4 separate regions of the Sus scrofa genome follow, and regions 2, 3 and 4 are each linked to region 1. A link is a contact called in public Hi-C and HiChIP or PLAC-seq data. All regions are on one chromosome and are shown on one strand. Each heading gives the region's core, a stretch centred on a gene start, on an enhancer-like site or on the middle of the called end of the contact. The rest is flanking DNA. Distances are from core to core; before and after follow the strand shown. Region 1 holds the start of RALBP1 (ralA-binding protein 1). Region 2 holds the start of RAB31 (ras-related protein Rab-31). Region 3 holds the start of PPP4R1 (serine/threonine-protein phosphatase 4 regulatory subunit 1). Region 4 holds the start of ANKRD12 (ankyrin repeat domain-containing protein 12).

The links. Hi-C and Micro-C count contacts between places; a contact is called where the count stands out from the background. HiChIP or PLAC-seq counts read pairs in DNA pulled down with a chosen protein or histone mark.
Region 2: an H3K27ac HiChIP or PLAC-seq map of alveolar macrophages shows a contact between it and region 1. The contact joins the promoter of RAB31 here to the promoter of RALBP1 in region 1. A contact is called at or near these places in 1 of 47 Hi-C or Micro-C datasets (fibroblasts) and 1 of 2 datasets of contacts at active chromatin or transcription factors (alveolar macrophages).
Region 3: a contact with region 1 is called in an H3K27ac HiChIP or PLAC-seq map of skeletal muscle. The contact joins the promoter of PPP4R1 here to the promoter of RALBP1 in region 1. A contact is called at or near these places in 1 of 5 promoter capture datasets (liver), 2 of 47 Hi-C or Micro-C datasets (heart right ventricle and liver) and 2 of 2 datasets of contacts at active chromatin or transcription factors (alveolar macrophages and skeletal muscle).
Region 4: a Hi-C map of liver shows a contact between it and region 1, with 8 times the contacts expected there. The contact joins the promoter of ANKRD12 here to the promoter of RALBP1 in region 1. A contact is called at or near these places in 2 of 5 promoter capture datasets (fetal liver and liver), 3 of 47 Hi-C or Micro-C datasets (embryonic fibroblasts, heart right ventricle and liver) and 2 of 2 datasets of contacts at active chromatin or transcription factors (alveolar macrophages and skeletal muscle).

Annotation. Positions count from the first base shown.
Region 1 is chr6:98,597,191-98,600,312 of Sscrofa11.1, forward strand. RALBP1 (ralA-binding protein 1) reads right to left here and starts at 1,755. Exons shown (of 11, transcript XM_003127830.6): 1 at 839-1,755.
Region 2 is chr6:98,384,308-98,387,727 of Sscrofa11.1, forward strand. RAB31 (ras-related protein Rab-31) reads right to left here and starts at 1,550. Exons shown (of 7, transcript XM_021096057.1): 1 at 1,350-1,550. The coding sequence starts at 1,388.
Region 3 is chr6:98,460,965-98,464,237 of Sscrofa11.1, forward strand. It overlaps PPP4R1 (serine/threonine-protein phosphatase 4 regulatory subunit 1), which reads left to right and starts at 1,869. Exons shown (of 20, transcript XM_021096060.1): 1 at 1,869-1,986; 2 at 2,078-2,122. The coding sequence starts at 1,980.
Region 4 is chr6:98,813,467-98,816,674 of Sscrofa11.1, forward strand. It overlaps ANKRD12 (ankyrin repeat domain-containing protein 12), which reads right to left and starts at 1,261. Exons shown (of 12, transcript XM_021096065.1): 1 at 929-1,261.

The DNA of each region.
Region 1 (3,122 bases), core at 505-3,004:
GTGAATAACTGCCCAGTGGGACAGAATGTCACCCAAGGGCCGCAACCCTGGGACATGCACGCTCCGCTCAATAAAAAAAAAATCGGCGAAAGCTCTGCTAATGGGGCGAGTCGGTGTGTTAACTCAGTGTCCAAATGACTGTGCTTCTTTCAAAAGAATGTTCAAAATCCCTCGAATTAGTATTTTAATCACCTTCCAGAACTCCACCAGGCCCGAGACATGTTGCTTGCTCAAGAGGAAGGCTCTGGGTCATGAATCCCAGAACCTGAAGCAGCATAATGACTTCAGGTAAAGCAGAGGTGCGGGAATTTTGTAAAACCTGTTTCACTCTCACAACGACCAAGCGTGGGGGGTGGGGGGTATGCTGACCTCAATAAAGCCTTTAAGCACAAACCTAATAGACAAGGTTGTGAAAAGAATTTTCCCCTCGGATCGGTCCCGCGGAAGCCCCGGAGCTCTGCCGCTCCCGCGCTGGCGGTGGAAGACCGCGAGCCCCTCCCCGCCCACCTGGCAGCACTAGAGGCCGGTCACAGTTCCGCTGCGGTTACGTAAAGGGCCGAGTCCCCAAGCTCCATCCCCGCGCTCAGTGGCTGCCTGAGGCAGAGCCCCAAACCCACCCTCCTCCCCTAGACCCAAGAGCCCGGACACACCGCGGAGTCCCGATAGGCCAGCTGAAGAGCGGGAGAGACCGGCAGTGGGGGCGAAACGCGGAGGAACCCGCCGGGTCCAGCCCGCTAGGGCAGCCACGCCCCCGCCCCCGCCGCGCCGGCCAGGAGCCTGGCCCCGCTCCAGGCTGACATACGCCGCGACCCCCGCCCACCCACCGTTCGCCACTGACCTGCGCCCGCGCCGGGTGAGCGCCTGCCCTGCCGCAGCCGCCGCTTCCCGACTCTCACGCCGCCGCCGCCGCCGCCGCAACCACCTCCTTCGCTAAGCCCTGGGCCGGCCTCTGGCACCCCATTCCCACCCCGCCCCAGCCTCCGCCTGTTTACAATGATTGGGACAGAACCGGACGAGCCGGGCCAGCGCGCACGCGCACTCCTTCCCCGCCGCAGCCGGCTTCCCGGGTCCCCAGCTCGGCGCTGAAGGCCGGAGCCGTCGAGGGCCGGCGCCCTATGCCCCCAGCGTGGAGCACGCTGGGAGCGGTAGTCCACGGAAACCCATAGCCGAGGCTGTAGGCAGTCCTCCGCCAGGAAGCGCACTACAACACCCAGGAAGCACCACGCCTGCCCGGTCCCGGCGCCCGCTGGGGAGAGCTGGGAGCGCGCGAGAGGACGCGCCGGGCTCGAGTCCGCTGGCGCCTGCGCAGTTCCTGGTGGTGGCGGGCGACGCGCACCTTGCCCAAGCGAGGTCTGCGAGGATCGCTGGGGCGGTGCTGGCCGCGGACTGGAGGAGGGCAACGTGTTTCTTAGCTGCGGAAGCTCAGACCTTCCCGCCGGCGGGTTTCAGCCGTAACCAGTTAAACCGGCCCGGAGGCCGGCTCGGCCCGCTCTTGGGTGGGGCCTCCCCCCGCCCCGATTGGGCGCAGAGGCTTCGGCTTCCGTGGGGACTTTGGCTGCGGGTTGCGGCACAGGGAGCGCCGTGGCCTCCGCGGAGAAACTTGTGTAGACTCCGTGCCGGGACTGACCTCGGCATCCCTGAAATTAGTGTCCAGAAGGCAAACCCTCGGGTCTTGCGGTGCAACGGGGTCCCAGTTCCCACCGCCTTCTCTGGCTCGGCGTTTCCCGAGGAGCTCCTTAATTAGAACTGCCCATCGCACGGTTAGCTTGCCAACCAAAAGCATTGAATCTAGAAGAAGACCAAAATAACCGTACTTCCTCCAGAACGCCTTCACAAAAGCTGGAAGAATTGTGCTAATGCATGGCTGGAAACCAGGGGCCTTTAACTGTTACTGTTTCATAAAGTGTGGCGGTTTATTAGAGGAATGATAAAACCGGAATAGATGGCGCTTCCCGATCCTCACATTCCCACCTGCGATGCTCCTCTGAACTTCATTCCATGTTTAGATTGACCTCTCTAATCCATCTTGCCTTGCTCTTTACTCAAGGCTAACAGTAGGTCTCCCTCGTACTTTACATTTCCTTCTCAATAAAGTGCAGCCACCTTGTCTGACCTTCAAGAAGAGCCCACAATTAAAATACCAAGTTGGGAGTTCCCGTCGTGGCGCAGTGGTTAACAAATCCGACTAGGAACCATAAGGTTGCGGGTTCGGTCCCTGCCCTTGCTCAGTGGGTTAACGATCCGACGTTGCCGTGAGCTGCTGAGCTGCAGACGCGGCTGGGATTCCGGTTCCTGTGGCTCTGGTGTAGGCCGGTGGCTACAGCTCTGATTGGACCCCTAGCCTGGGAATCTCCATATGCCAGCAGGAGCGGCCCAAGAAATAGCAAAAAGACAAAAATAAATAAATAAATAAAATAAAAGCTTCTGTTTAAGTCTGGAGATACATGAATCTCCAGGACCCATGAAAACTTTTATCTGAAAAAGGAAAAATAAAAATAAAAATAAAATACCAAGTTGGTCTGTGCTTGCCATTGTTTTGACAGCTTTAAAATTTTCTTATTGCCTCACTGGCAACAGCACAGTGTCCTCACCACTGGGATCGATCGGCACGTTAACCAAGCCAGTTAGAATACTCTGCCTTTGGCAGCACCGACTGGGCCAAGGGATAGGACTGATCCAAGTTGGGCATTATTGACCCCTTGCTGGAAATTGTTATATGAACACAAAAAAGGGAGGGAAGATTGCATCTTACTGTAGCAACAGCTGACCGCCACCTTCTTCACAACAAAAAGAGGCCTTTGTGCAGCAGCAATGAATGAAGCCAAAAGGAGACTTGGAGTGCTAGTGGAGGAGGGAGGAAACAAACAGCTGACCGCATGGAGACTGTGTTTCAGTTTCAGAGGGCATGGCTAGCATACCTCTTTCTAAAGTGCTTTGAGTATGTGAACCTAGCCGAGAGAGCCAATGCAGCTATTTATTTATTATTATTTAGGGCTAATTTGTGTGGTTATGGAACATATTTGTTGGTTGCCTCCTGCAATTTATTCCTCCCATTTAAGCCACACAGCATAATTCTTCCTTTTGGTGGTGGAGGCTTTCAGAGATGGTCACCTAACTCAGTC
Region 2 (3,420 bases), core at 300-2,799, 210 kb before region 1:
GCAGACCTACTCCTGCAATGCTGCTAAAGGTCAACCGAGGAAGATGAGAACAGCATCCCAGTCAGATCCAGGTGGTGGGGCTGTGCAAGCAGGGGGTGCGGAATGCTGAGAGGCTTGTGCTGGGTCACAGGGAAGGAAGGGCCTTTGCTTGATCCCCTGGAATTCCAGGCAAACAGGACAGCCAGAGGACACCAGAGTTCTAGCAAAGGCCAGTGAGGGGAGACAGCCAAGAGCAGTGTCCTGCCCCAGGTTCCAGAAGAGCCTAGAGGGTATCCAGACAGCCCCAGGGCCTGGGACAATTCCATCCTAACCTAGAACCATTTCTTCTTTATCTGCTTCTGGACGTCTTCCTTGACAGACCAGTGAGCACCGCTTTGAGAAAAACAGAACGGGTCCAACCTTTGCTGCTTTTTTTGGAAATGGTTTACTTGAGAGACCAGATTTGCCAAGGGCTGAACACTAGGCATCAATGCCAAAAACTGCTGAAAACAGGGCTTAAAACCAGCTCCTTCCAAAGAAGTAATCCTGTAATTTGATGTGGGCACCCAAAAGGAAGTGCCCCTCAACACCATCTGAATCCCCCAAGGGGCTGCCCTGTGCCATCTGACAGCTCCTCATCCCTTGGGTGTTTGTTTCTGTCTTTGTTTCTGGCTTCCTCCACGTTTCTTCAGGCTCAGAGTGACCCACTTTGGGAGGGACGTGGGGTCAGAGGAGGACTTTCTCATCCTGCCTTTACCCTTAGCTCGAAAGTTTTCTAGGCGCGCGTTTTCTATGGTACGTTCTCTCTTCACCTTCCCGCCACCGGGTCATCCCCTCGCGTTTTCTCACCCTGAGCTGAGCTTTCAAAAAAAAAAAAAAAAAAAAAAAAAAGTAAATAAACCAATTGCCCACGGGACGCAAAAGGACTCGGCACCTTAGCTAACTTAAAGTTTCCGCAGGAAGGAAATTATTAAAGGCGAAGGAGAAAGCTCCCGGAGGCGGGGGCCGCGGCTCCAGTCCGGCGGAGGGGTCCCGGGCTCCCGGCCCAGCCCGAGATTGGCGAGGCCCGAGCGGCCCCCGGAGCGCGGGCCAGCGGCGGTGGACCGAATAGAGAAAGCTCCCGAGTAGGCTCGGACCCTAATCCAGCAGAGCCGGGACTGGGAGCGGGCCCCGGGAAAGAGGGGCGCGCGGACCAGGGGGTGCCTGCGACACTGGGGGCGCACGGACCAGGGAGCGCAGGGGAAGGTGGGGACAAAGGGGGAGCAGGAGACAAGGGGGAGCAGGGACCAGCAGGGCGCGGAGACGACGGGGCGCGGGGAGGAGGGGGACGCACGGACCAGGGTCCCCAGCGGCGGCGGCGTAGGACTCACCCCGAGGAGACACACTTTGAGCTCCCGGATGGCCATCATGAGCTCTGGGCCGGGCCGGGCAGGAGCTCAGCATCGTCCGGGGCCGCGCCGCGCCCCGCCAGCCGGCGTCCTCCGGTCCCCGCCTTCCCCCCTGCGCAGCCCGCGGGCGGATCCGCCGCTGCTATTTCTGGGCTGCCGGGCGCGCCGCGGTGGGTCACGTGGCCGCCGCCGGCTCCTCCCGGGGCTGCGAGGCTAACCTCGCCGGCTGGCTCCCAGGAACGCCCCCGACGGCGTCAGCCCCTAGGGCCGCCTCCGGGACGGGGCCTCCTCCCCTCAACCAGCCCGGCCTCGGAGCCCGCTCTGCAGAGCCTATGGGGCCGAAGGAGGACCCGTCAGTTCCCCTGGGGACTGGCCCCCACGACTGGCGGCGTCACCGGAGATGCTGTGCGCCGTGGTCATCTACAGGGAGCACTTGGAAGGCTGTGTGCACCCCCGTCATTAGATGGCACTTGACAGAAGTTGTGAGGATGGGAAGGAGGATCTGAGGGTCTGACCCTGCAGCCCATCCCCTAATACTATGAGGGTGGGCAGGCTTCAGTTCACCCCCATACAGCTCGTCACTCTCAGCCCAGAGCTCGGTCTCCTATATGTAATGGAAAATGGGTCTAGAAGCGATGGCCTTGTGTCTCCCTCCAAAACAGGCGTGTCGGCATCTGAAAAGGGAAACATTCTAGTGAGGAAGCTGCCTTGCCCAGGGCAGAAAATGCTACAACTTGTCTGGACAGACGCCTGGCCCTCAGAATACCAGCTAGAAATAGGTAGCTGGCGGCCAGCGTTCTGCATCCTTCCTTGACTGGGAAACAAAGAGGCTCAGGCTTGAGACTGTCAAGAGGCCTCTGGGAACTGCCCTCTCTTCTCCACAGTGGGGCAGGCACCTCATCCACCCAGGCCACCTCTTGTGTTGCTGCCATGGAAACGTCAGCTTTTTGGACATATGTACCTGAGTTATGCCTGGCATTTCAGTTTGGAAAGAACGTTGTTCTTTAAACTTCATCCCCTGACTGAACTCTCAGGGCTCTGTCCTAACGTGCCAATTTTGATCAAAGACATTTCTGTCCCCCCAGCAGACTACCCACCTTGGTTTTTCTGGCTTTATTCCTCCTGAAGCCATGCTGAAGCTCCCCGGCACCCAGGTAGCCCCACACAATGGGTACCTCCTAAAAGGCTGGGGTCAAAATGCCGGGCCCCCCTCCTCCTCAAAAAACAAACAAACAAACAAACAAAAAAACCTGGAAAATGGCCATTAATCTCCCAGGGCAGTGGGGGCTTCTCCTGGCTTGAGCGGGCTGCGGAGGATTACACAAATTTGGACTAAATTGTTCAAAACGTAGCTGGACGGACATGCATGCAGGTCCTGTGCAACATGGAGATGCTTGTATTGGTACCTGTCTTTTATTTAGTATCAACAGCAAGGCTGGTCTTCTGTGTGGGAAGGAGGAAAAGAGGCCTCTCCAGAATCTCCCAGCCTGGTCACAGGACCTCACTGTCCCCAGGTCTGCTAAGCAGGGTTACACCCACACAGCTGCAGAGATACGTGGTGGTAAAGCAGCCCTGGCAAGGCCTCCAGTAGCCTTCCTGAGCACCTTGCCGTCCTGGACGGAACAGCATAAGTTCAGAGAAGTGCTTCCCTTTGGCCTTTCTTCTCACTTCCCAAAAGTCAGTCAAACTAGTTCTCACTTCCCAAAAGTTGGCCAAGCCAGAGTGGGAGGATTTTCCATTAAAACTGAGGTAGGTTCCTGAGGGCAGGATCACCTCCAGACAAAAGGGAGCTGGCAGAATTTCGCATCTTTTCCCTACCCTCTTCACTACTCTTCCCTCTCCTCTCTTCTCCACTAGCCTCGGTGAATCCAATGCTCACTCTCTGGTATCTGGGCTCTCCCCAGACAGACGCTTATGCAGGCCTCCTCCCCACCTCCACCCCCCAAGAATCACTGGTCTGTTTATTCTCCCCACACCCACCCCATTAAAATCACCCCACTTAGGTCTCATTCTGCAGGCCCAGCACTTACAAAGCGCCAGCCCTGGTGTGTCA
Region 3 (3,273 bases), core at 619-3,118, 140 kb before region 1:
CCCACTGAGCAAGGCCAGGAATTGAACCCACAACCTCATGGTTGCTAGTCGGATTTGCTTCCGCTGCGCCATGACAGGAACACCTCAAATATCATTTTTTTTATGAGGAGGAAACAGTGCCTTTTAGAGAGTAAATACTGGTTTAAAAAACATTTCTTGTATCTCTGAGAAAGGACTAGAGGGTGAACAAAAATCAAATGTAAAAATCGTGCCTATGCCGAAAACTGTAAGGATGCCCCATTGAAATGTCTGAAAACCAAGCTGCCTCCAGGGACCAGCTGTAACATGTGGTGCAGGTAAGATGATAACTAGATGCACAGCTCCTGAACAATATGGACAAAATTACACACCTTCCTCCCTGCTGCCAATGCAGAGAAAGTGAGATAAAACACAGTGAGGCAAAAGCAGGGTTAGCCGTTCTGCATCCCTGGCTAACACTGGGTATGTAACCTCTACTTCAGCACAATCATTGAGAATTAGAAGTCTGCCTTTACTGGGTAGACCATCCAGATAGTTTCCTTATTTTTGTGTGTCCAGGAGCTGAAGCATAGTTGGCGACCTGGATCTTGTGTTGTTGCAAGGAGATCACCGCTTCGTGTAAAGAGCCAAATCCTGTGCCTGCCCCCCTCCACCCGGAATTGTTAAAGTGGTAGGTGTCATTGGGCAAAATGCTTACAGGCTGAGTCAATTGATAGCCTGTGAATTTCTAACTCCTTGTCATTTTGAGAATTAGTGTCACCTGAATTCAGGGAAGGGCCTTCTCTCAGGGAAGAAATGGGTCGTGACAGTTTGGCTCTTAGTTTTAATTACTCTGTATTTGAGAAAATAAGACACACAACTAGACTCGTAGGTGCTATTCCAGTTATTATTACTCCCAGAAACTTAACATATACTATGCAACATGCATTCCATCTTGTAGCATCTGCGAGGCAAGTTTTTGGAACAGCTAGTAGAATCCACTTTATTACACAGAATCATGAATTTCAGAGGGTCTTTAACGGCATTAAATGTAATAGTGCCCTTGGTTAAGGCCACAGTGCAGACCATTTGGAATTCTCTCTGCTCCCCAGGAGTCCAGACCCCCAACGTGGCATCACTTTAAACTGGCCTGTTCCGAAAACTGTAAGGATGCCTCATTGTTTTGTTCCCCACTCAGGAGCTGAGCCTTTCCGAGGCCTCGAGTGGAAGAGGTCGTACTCGTCATTTAACTCATGTAAAAACAAGGGAAAATAAAACCTGTGATACAGGTTTCACTCCAGCACCTCATATACCACCAAAATTGTTTCAACACTTTCAGGATAAAAGCTACAGCTAGAAAGAAGCCTTTCCTCCTGCACCGGCGGAGGTCAGGGACCCTACGCTCGGACCCAGCTGTCCCTCATTCATCCTAGTAACCCCAGGTCGGGGATCGCCCTTACTTCCGCCCCGCGCGCGCCCGCCGCCCAGGGGGCGGAACCGGCCTGAGCCCAGCCGCCCCGCCGCGCCTGGCCCTCGGCGGCTTTGTTCGCGCTTCCCGGCTCCGAAGTGCCCCGGTCTCGGCCGGAGCAGAGGCCGCGCGCGCAGCCGCCAGGGCGGGGTGTGTGTGTGTGTGTGTCTGTGTGTGTATAGAGTGGCGGCCGGGCTGAGCCCCGCCGACCGAACTGGCGGCGCCGTGACCCAACAAAGCGTGCGGCGCGAGGCCCCGCCCGCCCCGGTCGCCCGGCCCAGCACTCGGCGCGGGCCCCCGGCGGCGGCAACGACGCCCGACCGCACGCGGTACCGCGGCGGGCCGAGCCGAGAGCGCGCCGGCGGGGCGGCCGGGAGCGAGCCAGGCGGGAGGCGGGCCGGCGCGCGGGCAGGGGCGGCCGGGTCCGCCCGCCGCGCTCGGCCCGCCCCGCGCGCCCCCGCGGCACCGCCTCCCGCGCGCGTCCACCGGCCGCCGCGCGCGCCGCGCTGTAGCCCCGGTCCCCGGGCGACGGCGGAGGAGGGGGCGCCGCAAGATGGCGGGTACGGGCCCCGCGGCGGGGCGGCGGGCGGGGGGCGCGGGCCGGGGGCGGCGGGCGGCGGGCTGACGGCTTTCTTCTTTCCCTCGGCGCAGACCTGTCGCTGCTCCAGGAGGACCTGCAGGAGGACGCGGACGGATGTGAGTGCGCGCCGGCCTCGGGGCGGGGGGCTGGCGGGCGGTGGGGTCCAGAGGCCGATCCCGGCGCGGCGGCGGCTGTGGGGACGCCCGGCCCCCGGCCCTCGGTCCCCGGCCCGGCTCGGAGGGGGCGGCTCGGCGGCCGGGCGGGAGCACCGGCGGGCGGAAGCCGGGGCAGGCGGGCGCCCGGGAGCCTCCGCGGCCCCTCCCGGGCCAGAGGGCTGGGACCGTGGACAGGGTCTGGGCGCCTCCCGCGCGGAGCGGCACCGCACGCCGGAGACCCGCAGTCTCCCGGCGCCGGGGTCCGGGGGCCGGGAAGGTGGAAGGTGTGGCCTGGCGGGAGGGGCCGCTTTCCCCGCCGCGTTCCTAGGGTGCGCGGTTCGCACGGCGCCAGGCCTTCTTGAACACTCAGATGTCTGCTTTCTTGGAGATGCTCAAGTTTTCACAGTCGATTCTTTGGCTGAAAGGAAAACAAAACAAAGTTTGACATTTCCAGAGTAGCGTCAGAAAGGACTTGTTCATTTCGTGTGTGCTCTTCTGAGAACACAGAATAATTTGGAAATTGTCCTTGAGTTGCAGAGATAACCGCGGTAGAATTTGTGGTGTGTTCGGGCAGAGCTGAGATTTACTGTGGCTACTGTCGATGTAAGTAATACAGAGGTGGCTGCACTTTGAAATAGCTCTTTTAAATGCCGTGTAGTTAATCTTTTTTTGCATTGTGTAATGTGTCCCTTGCCACAAATAAGCTCAATTTTTAAAGACTGGGTGTTTTGAGTGAAGTGAGGGCGATTTACTCTTTAGAAGGATTCCTTAAAAAGAGTATTTTTTTTTAAGTGAGTGAACCATATGTAAACTTATTTTTGGCAAAATATAAGTTTACTTTTTTTTTTTTAAGTAACGAGCTCTTTTAAGGGAGCAGCGCTCAGGTAGTTAAAGACAACTTTTACATTTCCTGTGATGTTTTACCCTAGGACACTTGTCTCCCTCCTAGTGACCTTAAAATGTTAAGGTAGCTATTGGTTTTTTGCACAGTTAGGCTTGAAGACGTGGCTCTGATGAGGCAGGGGCGTCTCATGCTTATATTCAGGTTCAAGGTTTTGTAAATAGAAAACACATTCCTTCAGCAGGTGTTAAGGGCTGTCACTCATTTCTTA
Region 4 (3,208 bases), core at 11-2,510, 220 kb after region 1:
CCTACGGAACATTTTTACATGTATTTGCGTTTAGCCCAAATTAAAGACTTTTCCCAACAAGACTAGTTAATACAACGACTTGATCTTACACAGTCGACACTATCTCATTTTGTTTTTTAAGCCACTTGGCATCAATGTAGCGTATGTTCTGCCAGTTCTGAGCTAATCTCCAGGAAACCCTTTGTATAACGACTGAAGAAACTGAAACAGATCAGAGCTCAAGATTTTTAAGGGCCTAAAGAAGCATATGTTTTTAATCAGCAGTCAATTTATGTTAAAGTAGTTATTTTACCAGTTCGCCTTCTTTTATAATTTACATAAACCGTCTTAAAATAACACTGGTCCACTTCTACTTGAAGATTAGAGGCGGTTCCAAGGCGTTCCAGATGCCTGGACCCCAACCCATTTCCCCGCGTTGGCAAGGTAGGCGCGGGAGTCTAGTGGAAACCGATCTTGATGGGTACGCTGCTAGAAAGGTTTCCTACGGTTTCGACCGGTGCGAGTGTCAACTTCCCGTGCTAAACTGTCCCTCCCTGTTATTATTAAAACAGCTGTCAGCCAGGCTTCGGCGGCCTCTTTGTACCAGCGTTTACTCAACGCTTGGGGATCCTGGAGCAGGCGTCGCACCGAGTTAGCCCAGCCGAGCTCCAGAAGCCCCGGCCCCGCGCGCCCGCCAAGCCGCGCCCGGACACGACCCCGCCGCGCACCCGGCGGCAGGGCCCCGGCCGGCGCGCCCCCCGCCCCGCCCAGCCCCGCCCCCTCCCGCCGCGCACCCTCGCACGCACACGCTCCGCGGCCCCGCCATGTTCCGGGAGCGGCGCGGCGTCCGTCCGCCCGGGCCCCCGCCCCCCCGCCCGAGCAGCTCCCGCCTGCAGCGACTACGGCCCCCGTCCCGCTAGCGTGGGCGGGGCGGCGGGCACGTACCTACCTCGCTCTGCCGAGGGGACGGGAGCGGGCGCGACTGGGGGGCTCCTCCCGGGCGCCGGGGCCGGGGCTCGAAACCGCGCCCCTCCTTCCTCCTCGCCTGTCGCCACGCCCCCCTCGCCCTCACGGACCCAAGGCACGGCCGGCGCAGGAGGGTTTACCCCCTGTACGAGGGCCTCGGCGCGGCCGTCTCTGTCGTGGTCTTCGCTGTCGCCGTAACCGCCACGAACGCCGCCGAGGCCGGGCTCGAAAACATCTCCGGTCTCCGCCGTCCCTCACCACAGCCTGCTCGCTCCCCGCACAGCGCCGCCCGGCGATTGGCCGCGGCACGGGCACGTGACACGGCGGGCACGGGATGGGCGGCGTGACCGCCCCGCCCCCGCCCACCGCCCCTTCCGCTCGCCACCCCCCTCCCCGGGCCCGCCGCTGTGGCGGCGCCGCGAGAAGCTTCCCGAGCCGGGGGCGGGGAGCGGGGCGTACCAAATGGACGCGGGGGTGCGGGCCGGAACCCCGCGCGCCGCTGTCTTCTGCCCCAGAAGGGAGGGACCCCTGCGGGGAGCGGCGCGGGCGGAGGTCGCGCCCAGCGGCGATCATGGCCGTGGCTGTGACTGGCCACTTCTGGAAATGGCGGCGGAGGCAGCGGCGAGGAAGAAGAGGCTCTGTCCACAGAGGGTATTCACACGTTATTTTTGCGGGGCGGGAAGCCGAGTTAGCGAGCAGCGGGCCGGCTGGAGGCGGAGGCGGGTGTCCGGCCAGGCGGGCGTAGTGCGCCTGCGCGCCAGCCGGCCGCACCTGTGGGAGCAGGGACCCCTCGGGCCCCAGCCGCACCCCTCACCTGCTCCAAGCGGGGCCCTGGGCGCGCGTCCTGCAAGCGCGGCAGCGTGCATCTCCTGTGGGGATGGCATAGGCTTTGCAGTACGCCCCTCCCCATCGACACTTTCGGATGACCTTATCAGACGAGTTTAAGTGCATTTATCCTTTCCGAGAGGCCACCCACGGGAACTGCCCGGCTGTAGAAGAGCGCGTGGGGAGAACTCGCCGCCTCGGCACCCTGACTTCCTCGGGAGGTCAACCCGCGACAATTTGTACATGCCCTTATTTAACCACCAAAGGGATTACATAATCGGAGGGAAACCATTTCAGTCTGAGTTTCTTCAGGACGTTTTTTATTTACATCGAGGTTAATCCGCGAGAATTTGCGCATGCCTTTAACGACCAAAAGGGTTGTGTAATTGGAGGGAAACCATCTTCTCCCTATGGTTGTGGCCTTTAAAACTACAGCTGCCTTTGTGACTTAATGAGTGCATTTACAAATTTATGTCATTAAGTCAGCATATGATGTATTTCATACTTGACAGGAGGAAGCTGAATCCAAACATATAACTATATAAAGCACAAACTTGCATTAAAGATCATTATTTTTTCCTTTCCTAGGTTCCTCATTTCTCCCACATTCAGGTTCAGTATGACTAGTAAGAGAGCACCTTGTGGCTAGAAGTGGAACACTGTTACATTTAATTTGGATATTTATGGCTTGAAATACAAAGGAAAGAAACATACAAGTAACCAACTCTTTTCTGACTTCTCTTCAAATCGTTGATTCCTTGTCATAGGAAGTAGGTGGCTGTAACATTCGCTATTTCTACAGAGGTAAACGAGTTTCAGTTCAAAACTGAAAGGTAGCTAATCTTGAATTTGCTGAAATTAACCATAATTTAAGGCAAGTATACACACAACCTTATTACATAAAAAATCACTGAACACATGAAAAACTCAAAAGACAATCGTAATCCAAGGCACTGTGTTGACTACTTGAAGAGAGCACTATCTGTATATTAAAAAAAATTCATGTAAAATTAAGTTGGAAACAATTTTTTCTGTTTACAGTCACGCTTTTGGCATATGGAAGTTCCTCTGTTAAGGGTCGAATTGTAGCTTCAGCTGGAACCCACGCCACAGCCACTGCAACAAGGATGTAAGCAGCATTGTAGCTTACCTCAATGACCTATCTTAACCCACTGAGGCAAGGGATTGAAACTGCATCCTTACAGAGATAAGGTCGGGTCCTTAATGAGCTGAGCCCACAATGGGAACTCCAAAAAATTTTATTTATTTGTCTTTTTAGAGCCACATTCGCTGCATATGGAGCTTCCCAAGCTAGGGGTTGAATCAGAGCTGTAGCCACTGGCTGACGCCACAGCCCCAGCAATGCCAGATCCTAGCCAAGTCTTTGACCTACACCACAGCTCATGACAATGCCAGATCCTTAACCCACTGAGCAAGG